Regions from separate parts of the Sus scrofa genome. Here all the other regions are linked to region 1. A link is a contact called in public HiChIP or PLAC-seq data. All regions are on one chromosome and are shown on one strand. The core of a region is the stretch at or near the end of the contact, and the rest is flanking DNA. Distances in the headings are between cores, read along the strand shown. Region 1 overlaps EGLN3 (egl nine homolog 3). Region 2 has its middle 210 kb from the start of EGLN3. Region 3 has its middle 120 kb from the start of EGLN3.

Region 1 (3,119 bases), core at 267-2,766:
GGGGGAAAAGACATAGGCTGATGGTTGACCAACTGCACCCGAAGCAGATATGGGGCTTCAGAGTTTAGAGTGGGATTGAGCTTGCTCTGCAATGGGAATAACCAATCAATCACAGACAACTTGGGCAACTGGTGTTTTGCTGTGAGATTGAATGAGTTTCCTTTGCTCCTCGCTTTTGTTGAAATACCACCCCTCCCACCCCACCTCCCCCTGTCCCCAGGCCCGCCCCACCCCCCTGGAGCTTTTACCTTACAGACTCAATACCAAGCACACTCATTTTTCATATATATATTTTTTTGCCCCTTATAATTTTCTACCATTATGGAAAGGGTAATAGGCAAAGAAGAGAGGGAGTCAAATACTTCAAGAAGAACTGAAGTATTTTTTTTTTAATGATTTTTATTTTTTTCTATCATAGCTAGTTTACAGTGTTCTGTCAATTTTCTACTGTACAGCAAGGTGACCCAGTCACACATACATATATACATTCTTTTTTCTCACATTATCATGCTCCATCATAAGTGACTAGATATAGTTCCCAGTGCTATACAGCAGGATCAAGAACTGAAGTTCTTAGTTCCCTCAAAAATGAAGTGAATCAGTTAATATTAGACCTCAGATAAGCTGCACCAGTAAAGCATGACCTGATGATTAAGGCCTCACTCTCTGCATCCAGACTAGCTGGCAAGTTCCCTAACCTCCTCATGCCTCAGTTTCCTCATCTGTAAAGTGGAGATAATTGTTCCCTCTCATGAAGCCATTATGAATATTGAATGAGGTAATGTTTGTGAAACACACAGAACAGTGTCAGGCATGTACCATTGTTTGTTCAGTAAATAAATGTGCCTCCTGAGTTTCATAGCTCTGACTTGCTGTGTGCCATTCCTTTCATTCAGCAGATATATTTTTGGATTTCAGTGCTGAAATCCAAATGTGAGCCTAAGATCTGGTTTCCTAGAAAGTTCCTTAACTTCCGTTTTCCAACATAGTTACAATGTCCCAAGTTAAGACTCAGACTCTTCAAATTCTTCGGGATGTGCAAGTAAGTGTTTCCTGGTTTTTCTTCAGAACATTGCTTCAAGGCATTTTTTATTTTTTATTTTTTTTTATTTTTATTTTTTGCATTTTTTTTGCATTTTTTAATGTGTTTTGATTGGTAACTATATATTTTTGTATATCACACAGTTATCATGGATTCCTTCAACTATTTTAGGATTCATTCCAGATGAGAATTTAAAGACAGGCATACTTAATTCTCCTACCATTCTCCAGTCACAAACATTCTCTCTATTCTGCTCAGAGCCTTTAGAGAGCCACATGGAAAGTATTATTTTTTCCTGATAAAACTGTTTCCCACATCAAAGGAAGTTAAATGTTCTGAGTCCCTATCCCTGTGTTGCCTTAAGGATTACTCATGAGTTTGTTTTTCTATAGGAATGAGATAACTTCTTGGTCTGTATGATAACTTCCAGGGTTAATGACTTCTGCTGAAAACTTGTGGGCAGTGTGACTCAGGGCAGATGGTTGCTCACCTTGCCCTGAACCTGGAAATTCCATGAGCGAACGTGTCACCTGTCACCCTAGAGTGCTACCTGGCTGCAATGGGTCTTCAAGAAACTGCAGTTGTTACCATTTGCGGGAAGGTATTAGAGTGGATACGGTTAAATGCCTGTCTTAATGTCCTTAACCCAGGGCTCGGCTGACTTTTGAGGATTTCGTAATTGCAAGGAAGCCCTGAGAACATTTCTCTGGTGACTGGGATAGTGACGGGGGAGGGCCCTCCCGGTGCCGGTTCCCTCCGCGGGCTGCCGGGCTGTGTGCTCGGGTGTGGGCTGGCTGCCACCCTCACGCAGCGCACGTAGCCCTGTCACTCAGCCGTCACCCCGCTGGCCGGGAGCCAGGCCTCATCGGGAAGGGCCGCCTTCCCAAACCCAAACAGCCTGTACTGCAGTGTCGATGTTCCTGGGCCTGTTTACTGTGCTTAATTGCAGGGTTCTGCTTGAATCCCCTCCAAGAAGAAGAATTAAGCACATATCAGAAAGGAATGACAATAGTCTTTTAAATTCCTGGCCTCTGAGAGTTGGAGTGGCTTTTGGGGAAGTGTAAATCACTCAAGTTCAGGGTGATTCACTCAAGTTCATGCACGAAGCGCAGGATCCCCTGGAATAGAATCTTGATCTAGCACAGTTTGACCTTACAGACCTGTGAATCCTCTGCAGGGTCCTGGGTGTGTGTATATGTATTTCTGAGGGTGAGGGCCGGAGCCCAGCTCTTTAATGTAAGAATCTCAAGATGCTGTTATCAACCGAGCTGAGAACCCTGAGTGAAGGCTCCAGAGTCTTGGTAGTTGATGGTTGTTTGAATGATCTCAAAGTTAAGGCCAAGTTCATAGTAAAGAGGGGCACAGATGACCAAAGTCTACTTGAGGACAGGTTTTCAAGTGAATATGGTACATTCCCTGCCCTTCTAGGCACGCTGCTCCTGCCTGACCAGGAGGAACTAGCAGGCCCATTTTGCCAAAGCAACTGAGAGTTGATTATCACTTCTGATTTTTCATTTTCAGGTATGGGGGGCATAATGATTACTGTTGCAAATTGGGAGGTAAGATTGTGTTTAGTAGAGTTCTGGGTATGTGCGTTCAGGGAAAGGAGTTTTTAGTGTGGCCTTAGGGCAGATGAAGAAGGCAAAAGGAGTTCTCAGTGTTCTCAGAAGTAGAATAGTAGAACAGTAGACATTTTTGTGAGTAACTTGGGGTTCATTGAAAGAATTACTTACCTGACAGATACGGACTATCTGATGTTCTGAATCTTCTGAACTGTGTGGTCAGAAGCTGAGACTTTGGGAAGGGGAACATGGTAGCTGGACACAGCTCATGTTGTCACTCGCCAAAAACATATTTTCCCATTTCTCCCTCATCTCATTATATCAGTCTTTAACTAGATAACAAGCAATCTGCCAAGATAACTAATGACAGTTTGCATGTTTTGTTTTGTTTTGTTTTTTTTGTCTAAAGTGCCTATATTATCTCCAACTAATTTCTTTATGCCAATCTAGATGAAGTTAGAATGAATATAAAGATTCTAAAACACTTTTTATGCTTATGAGCTGTTCATCGTCAC
Region 2 (3,119 bases), core at 379-2,878, 230 kb before region 1:
GAGCCACATCTGTGACCTACACCACAGCTCACAGCAAGGCCAGATCCTTAACTCACTGAACGAGGCCAGGGATCGAACCCTCAACCTCATGGTTCCTAGACAGATTCGTTTCCCCTGCGCCACAATGGGAACTCCTAGATGTCTCCCTTGTAAAGTTACTGTTTTCCCCTTTGAAATTAATAATTTTTAATGGTTGGAGCAACATTTTGAGGATATATCTTGTTCCTCTTTTCTCCCTAACAGTTGCTGAACTTTAATTACTAATATGGAAAGACTAATGTCTTCAAGTTGAGATTTCTTTTTTTTTCTTTTTAGGGCTGCACCTGTGACATATGGAAAATCCTGGGCTAGGGGTCAAATCAGAGCTGCAGCTGCCAGCCTACACCACAGCCACAGCAATGCTGGATCCAAGCCACATCTGCAACCCATGTTGCAGCTTGTGACAACACCAGCTCCTTAACCCAATGAGTGAGGCCAGGAATGAATCTGCATCCTCATGGAGACTATGTCAAGTCCTTAACCCACTGAGCCACAGTGGGGACTCCTAAGTTGAGATTTCTTATGAGCAGATATTAGAACCCATTTTTAAAAAGCCAACACATTCAAGTCCTTGTTTGCCACACTACTGTTTCTAGGAGAAGATGCTTACTCATTAAGGGGCAAACACAGGCAACCTTACCAAGCCTAAAAGAGAAGCAACTGAAGATTTAGTACATATCACCCAGTTAAACTCTTTCCTCAAGTGACATGGCTTTTCCCACATCTGGCAGGTCTAGCTCATCCAGACCAAGGTGGAGCATCAATTCCTGGAATTAGGGAATGCTTCAAATTTTCTGGGTCAGGGCACTAGTACCAGGGTGGGGCTCAGTGCTGAGTCATTTATACAAGGAGTCAGAAATTTCCCCAGAGCGTGTGGTGTCTGCCAGCAGTGGATTTGGGTGGTCTGGGGGTCTCATTCTCCACTTAAGGGAAAAATCGCTTCCTGAAATGGGGTATGAGAGATGGTACAGTGACCCTCAATGGAATTCTACACGAGGGTCTAGCAAAAGATATGGGGGAGAAAGGTATACTGTCATTAAAACCAATGTTCTCAACTTTGATCAACCTGTCCTTCAGGAACCATTCATTCCATAACCTCTTCTTCTCCTTGAAGAAGCCAGTCAGTGGATCTAAGACAGCCTGTCTCAGCCACCATCTTGCACACTGAGGAGTATTCGAGGGATTACACTGGCCTGTCATGTGGATTGAAACTGGCTTTCCTGATTTCCTATGTGGATCTGTGTAGCCTAATGCAACTGACCAGAAAAGGCATGGTTGGAGATGTTTTTTTAAACAGTAGAATTAGCCCCAGTCTGGCCAGCAATAACTCTCATAAAGAAGGCAGAGAACTCCCTATAAGTTTGACTTTCCCTCCTTTGACCTTGTGGAGGAGGGACATGAAACAGCCTGGGAAGAAACATATTGCAGGGTGGCTGGAGTGTGGAGCCCAGAGAAGAATCCTCTTCTGGCTTTCTCCTACAAGAGTACAGTGAAGTGGAGAGTCAGTGCCACCAGGCTCCTCCCCACCATCAGCCGACCTTCTCATCCGAGTGCCTGCTGTTCCCACACTGCATTCAGGCTCTCCCTTGCAGAGATTCACCATTTGTCATCATTTCCCCTACTTGCCTTGTCATTTGTGTACGTGCTCTCACTCACACATACTCTTCCTGAACAGTTTGAGAATAATTCTGTGAGAAAGAGCTTTCTGTTTCCTTTTATGTATATATTTAGATCTATACAGATTCATAAGTTCCTCTTTCTGTTTGCTGGGTTGTAATTTATTACTATCATTATCTGTTTTGTGCCCCAAATATCCCAGGTTTGGCTAGTGAGCTATCTATCATAGAACTTTCATCCCTGAATGTTAGAGAAGTGATAGTGTTTTCTTCACAGTGCATCATGGCAGAAGGTCTGTGGTTTAAGTTGGTCCTCTAGAGTTCTCTGCTGTAAAGTTAGTATTTTTCCTTTTGACACTAATAAGTTGTTTGTAAAGAGATATTTGGGGGCTATGTTTAGAACCTGTTCTCATCAAATGTTTACCCACTAGTTTTAACACTTAATGGTTCCTACTTAAATCTTACTATGATAGGTGCAAAGTGGTGATTTTCTAACTCTGTCTTTCTTTCTACATTTACTAGTTGACATTTTACCATAAGGAAGAATTTTGCATCATGTATGTATGTATTATGTATTCCTATATAGATTCATGGGTTCTTTTATTCAGTGGGTTATAACTTATAACCATCATGATTTATTTTGATGGTCAAAATGTCCAAAATTTGGCTAATAGGAATATCTCCAAACTGGGTCCATTGTTGTTGTTGTTGTTGGGTGTGTGTGTGTGTGTGTGTGTGTGTGTGTGTGTGTATGTGTGTGTGTATGTATGACATATCTGCATCATTATTTGAGCTTTCTTTTGGACACAACAGGTCATTTCTGGTTTATTTTGAACTTTTCTTGCCTTAGCCCTAGAAGCTGTGATTTCCTCAAGGAATCCTGGTTCCTTTTAGTGGAGAATGGTATTTAGAAACCAAGCTCTGGGTAGCAGATATGCTTGTTGCTACTGGAATGTTACTGCTTTGGTAGCAGACAGAGCTATAAAATAAATCTATGTGTGTTATGTGAATATGTACTGACATATTTCTTATATATATGTGTGTATATATGTAAATATATGTGTACACACATATGCCATGAGTTCACACTAATACCTCTGGTTCTAATCCAGCATTCTGGAGTTTATTCTAGGCTCCCCTTTCCATATTTATAACTCCCTTCATGGGAGCTATGTTTTAAAAGCCATTCATAAAATTAGGGTAATTTTAAGGGTAAGTCAGGGGTGGTAGTAGGAAGCCAAAGGGAAAAAGGCATTTGAAATATATTTATGGGGTGAATTCTCCCCACCACACTTCTTGCCAACTAATATTAAAACCAATGAATTTCCTGTCGTGGCTCAGTGGTTAACGAATCCGACTAGGAACCATGAGGTTGTGAGTTCGATCCCTGGCCTTGTTCAGTGGGCTAAGGATCCAGTTTGCCATGAGCTGTGGTGTAGGTCATGGGCAAGTGACATTTGCCCA
Region 3 (3,119 bases), core at 335-2,834, 130 kb before region 1:
CATGGGCCCCTCCAGTACCATGTTCAGGGAAGCCCCAGCCCGGACCACTGGCAACCTTGGCTTCGGTCCCAGGGTACAGTTAGGATAGGGTGGGGGGTTCAGGAAGCCAGCTCTGTCCTCTGTTGTGACCAAAATTTCTGGGCAAGCAAGCCTAGCTTTACCTGAGATGTGCCCTCCAGGCCCACCCCTTCCATAACTTTCATAGCCCTTCTGCAAGGTTGTAATTATTTTAAATTTGAATATGTATAAAAGTACAAATGAAAAAGTTATGATCAGTCATACTTCAGCAACCCAGAATTAGCCACTGTTGACTTACTTGCTGCTGGTTTTATTTTGCATCTCTATAGCTTAAAAAACCACAAATAAAAAACCACAGAATATATAAGTACATTGTGCTTTGAAACTGTTAGTAAGTACAACACGGAATAAGCTAAATTCCTAACGACCATCATTTCAAATCTTAATTCCTCTTCTTCCATCCAGAGATATCTTTATATTTTTGTGTATTCTTCCAGCATTTAAAAAATACATACATATATAAGATATATAGAATTTTTTTGCATGCACGCTTTCTTTATAGAAATGGCATCATGCTGTATCCTTTTGCAACTTAGTGTTTTTCATTCAATCTCTTTTGGAGACTTATCCATTCTGATAACACATGGATGTAATTTATTCCTATTAATGGCTCTAAAAGTACTCCATTGTATGAATGTACCACATTTTATTTATGAATACATGCATTTGAATTTTCAATTTTTTTGCTGTTTTGAACAGTATTAAAATAGACATGCTTGTACTCAGGACTACCACGCTGCACAGCTCTGGAAAGTTTCATTCACATCCAAGTGTGCGTGTCTTCTGGAGTTGTGCAGTACACAGCTTGCGTTGGTGTGCTTGGCCCTGCCTGGGTCACCTTCATTCTTTTAATGATACTTATTGAGTGTCTAGTGAATGCAGGGCAAGGACTTTGCTTGTATTGCTAATGTATTTAGTTATCTGAAAAGTCCTAAAATGGACTGTTCTCACCATTCTCATTTTCCAGTTAGGAAAATGAAGAGGGATGCAGTCAGTTGGCTAGGGTCACATGTAAGCTGTAAGCTGCAGAGCTGGCATGGCCATTTGGACAGCCTGCCTCTATTTAGCTGATATCCCCCTCTCAACTGTGAACCCCTGACAGCAGGGACCATGGGAACAACTTATTTTGCATCTCCAGTGCCCAGATGTGTTGACCTCCTCTAGGGACGCAGTAATGTTCTATTAATCACTCACTCACGTTCAGTGCTCCTTTCCTAATTAATTTTTTCTCTTCCCTTCCTCCTGTATCTCTTTCCCCTCACAAGCATCCTTCTCCTGTCTCCCTCCCTATTACTCACCTACTCCTGGCAGGGGCTTTGAAAAAGTGACATAGGCACAGCACAGACACATGCAGAGGAAAGCTCTGTAACGCGCCCTAATTTGGGAAAGGCTGTTTTACCGAAGGGCAAAGGAGGACTTGGACTTTTTTCTGCCCTCAGGAGGCCCAGTCTTGCAACTCCGCAGGTCTACAGCGGAACAGGAGGCCCTGCTCTGTTCACACGTTCAGTGGAGAGTACTTCTAATTCTGTCCTTCAGCGGGCAGGCACGTAGGCAACTTCCTCTTACAAAGTCGGTTGTTGTAACTAAACAGGTGCAGATTTGAGGAAATGCAGGCAGACTAGAATAAGTCCCCGTTGAATGTGAGATTAAATTGATAAGGGACTTCCCTCCCTTAATTTATGGGCTTCAGCCTCCCGGTCTGCCCTGGGCACGACCCCTGCAGCTGGAACGCAGAGTCTACCTCTCGACCGCGGAGTGAGGGCGGGGGACAACCAAGTCGGGCCAAACGTGCGGCTCGAAGTGGGAAAGCACACGGGGACAAGGACAAGGCCGAGTTCCCGGGGAGGACCGAGCAGCCCACCCCCACTGCCTTTCAAGCCCAGACGCCCCTCCCACGGGCCCAGGCTGGGAGCCCTGGGCAGGGCCAGGAGCGCTGGGGCGCTGAGTCCGCGGTACGTGCAGGCAGCCAGCGTGGTCCAGGGCTTCCACCCCGGTTTGGGGCTGCGGTCGAACGCGCTGACTCACGCTCTCGCTACGTGAGCTGCGAGGCGGGCCGAGCCGGGCCGGCTGCCAAGCCTGGGCCGCCGCCCGCCCGCCCGGTTATTTATTTATTCGGGGGCAGCTGCGCGCGCAGGCGCTCTGCGCGGGGAGTCAGCCGGCCACCGCCCTCCAGCCCGGGACTTCATCCTCCGCCCGGCCGCGCGCTGGCGATTCTGAACATCTTTATGACTTGATGGCTGCGTCGGGCTGTGATCTTTGATCCTCGGCGGTGATAGCACCCGGGGGTTTCAGCCGGCAGGGGCAGCCAGAGTCACGTTAGGTCTGCACGGGTCTGCACGGGCACTTAGGGCTGGCTGCTTCTCGCTCCTTGCCTCCACAGGGTCCGGCTTTTGGGTTTACGTTTTATAGTATCTTAAGTAAAGAGCCATCTTGCAGTCCACGTGCTCTCTCGCACTGTTTTTATCTCAGTTGATCCTACAACAACGCAGTGACGTTGAAGGATGGGAAGGGCAGGCGCCCTTCAATCCATTTGATCAATATAGAAGCATTTAGCTTTTGGATAATAAATTTTAATGTTGGCGTAGCCTATTGTAGCTGCAACTTCCATTCTCCTGTGTTCACTGAAAAGACAAGTTTAAAGAGGAAAAAAGCAGGGAGGAGGGAGAGTTTGTATCAATGGATGTGAAGTCTCGCTGTCTCTACAGTTCTGGGGCCTTTTGGTAAATTTAAATGAACTCAGCTCAGCTTACAGCAAGGCCAGTGTTGGCAGGCTAACTGGCCAGTCCTCCTCAGCTCCACCGAGGGGGTCCTTGGATGCCTGCCATGGCCCAGGGTCCTGTCGGGTGCCATGGACACAGCATGGCCTGGAGCCCCCAGGCCTGCGTCTGAGTCCTGACACCCTGGTTACTGCCTGTGAGAGATGCAGGGCAGGGCGGCAAACACTGGCAAATTTCTCACTTCTCTGGGTTGCTGAGAGGCTTGAGATGAGAATGTATGAGAAGCAGTCTCCTTAACTACTGAGGCCCGTGGAAATGAGACAT

The links. HiChIP or PLAC-seq counts read pairs in DNA pulled down with a chosen protein or histone mark.
Region 2: an H3K27ac HiChIP or PLAC-seq map of alveolar macrophages shows a contact between it and region 1. The contact joins two enhancer-like sites.
Region 3: an H3K27ac HiChIP or PLAC-seq map of alveolar macrophages shows a contact between it and region 1. The contact joins two enhancer-like sites. A contact is called at or near these places in 2 of 47 Hi-C or Micro-C datasets (fibroblasts and liver) and 1 of 2 datasets of contacts at active chromatin or transcription factors (alveolar macrophages).

Annotation. Positions count from the first base shown.
Region 1 is chr7:65,817,960-65,821,078 of Sscrofa11.1, forward strand. All of the region lies in intron 1 of EGLN3 (egl nine homolog 3), which reads left to right. Among named protein-coding and RNA genes, the nearest start is that of EGLN3, 14 kb to the left of the region's middle. Within about 2 kb of position 1,517, at least 37 of the 83 cell types and tissues checked have an H3K27ac peak or open chromatin away from gene starts, as enhancers often do. A contact at or near this core is called in alveolar macrophages and liver, where this site is marked.
Region 2 is chr7:65,590,608-65,593,726 of Sscrofa11.1, forward strand. No RefSeq gene overlaps it. Among named protein-coding and RNA genes, the nearest start is that of EGLN3, 210 kb to the right of the region's middle. Within about 2 kb of position 1,629, at least 11 of the 83 cell types and tissues checked have an H3K27ac peak or open chromatin away from gene starts, as enhancers often do. A contact at or near this core is called in alveolar macrophages, where this site is marked.
Region 3 is chr7:65,683,612-65,686,730 of Sscrofa11.1, forward strand. No RefSeq gene overlaps it. Among named protein-coding and RNA genes, the nearest start is that of EGLN3, 120 kb to the right of the region's middle. Within about 2 kb of position 1,585, at least 76 of the 83 cell types and tissues checked have an H3K27ac peak or open chromatin away from gene starts, as enhancers often do. A contact at or near this core is called in alveolar macrophages and liver, where this site is marked.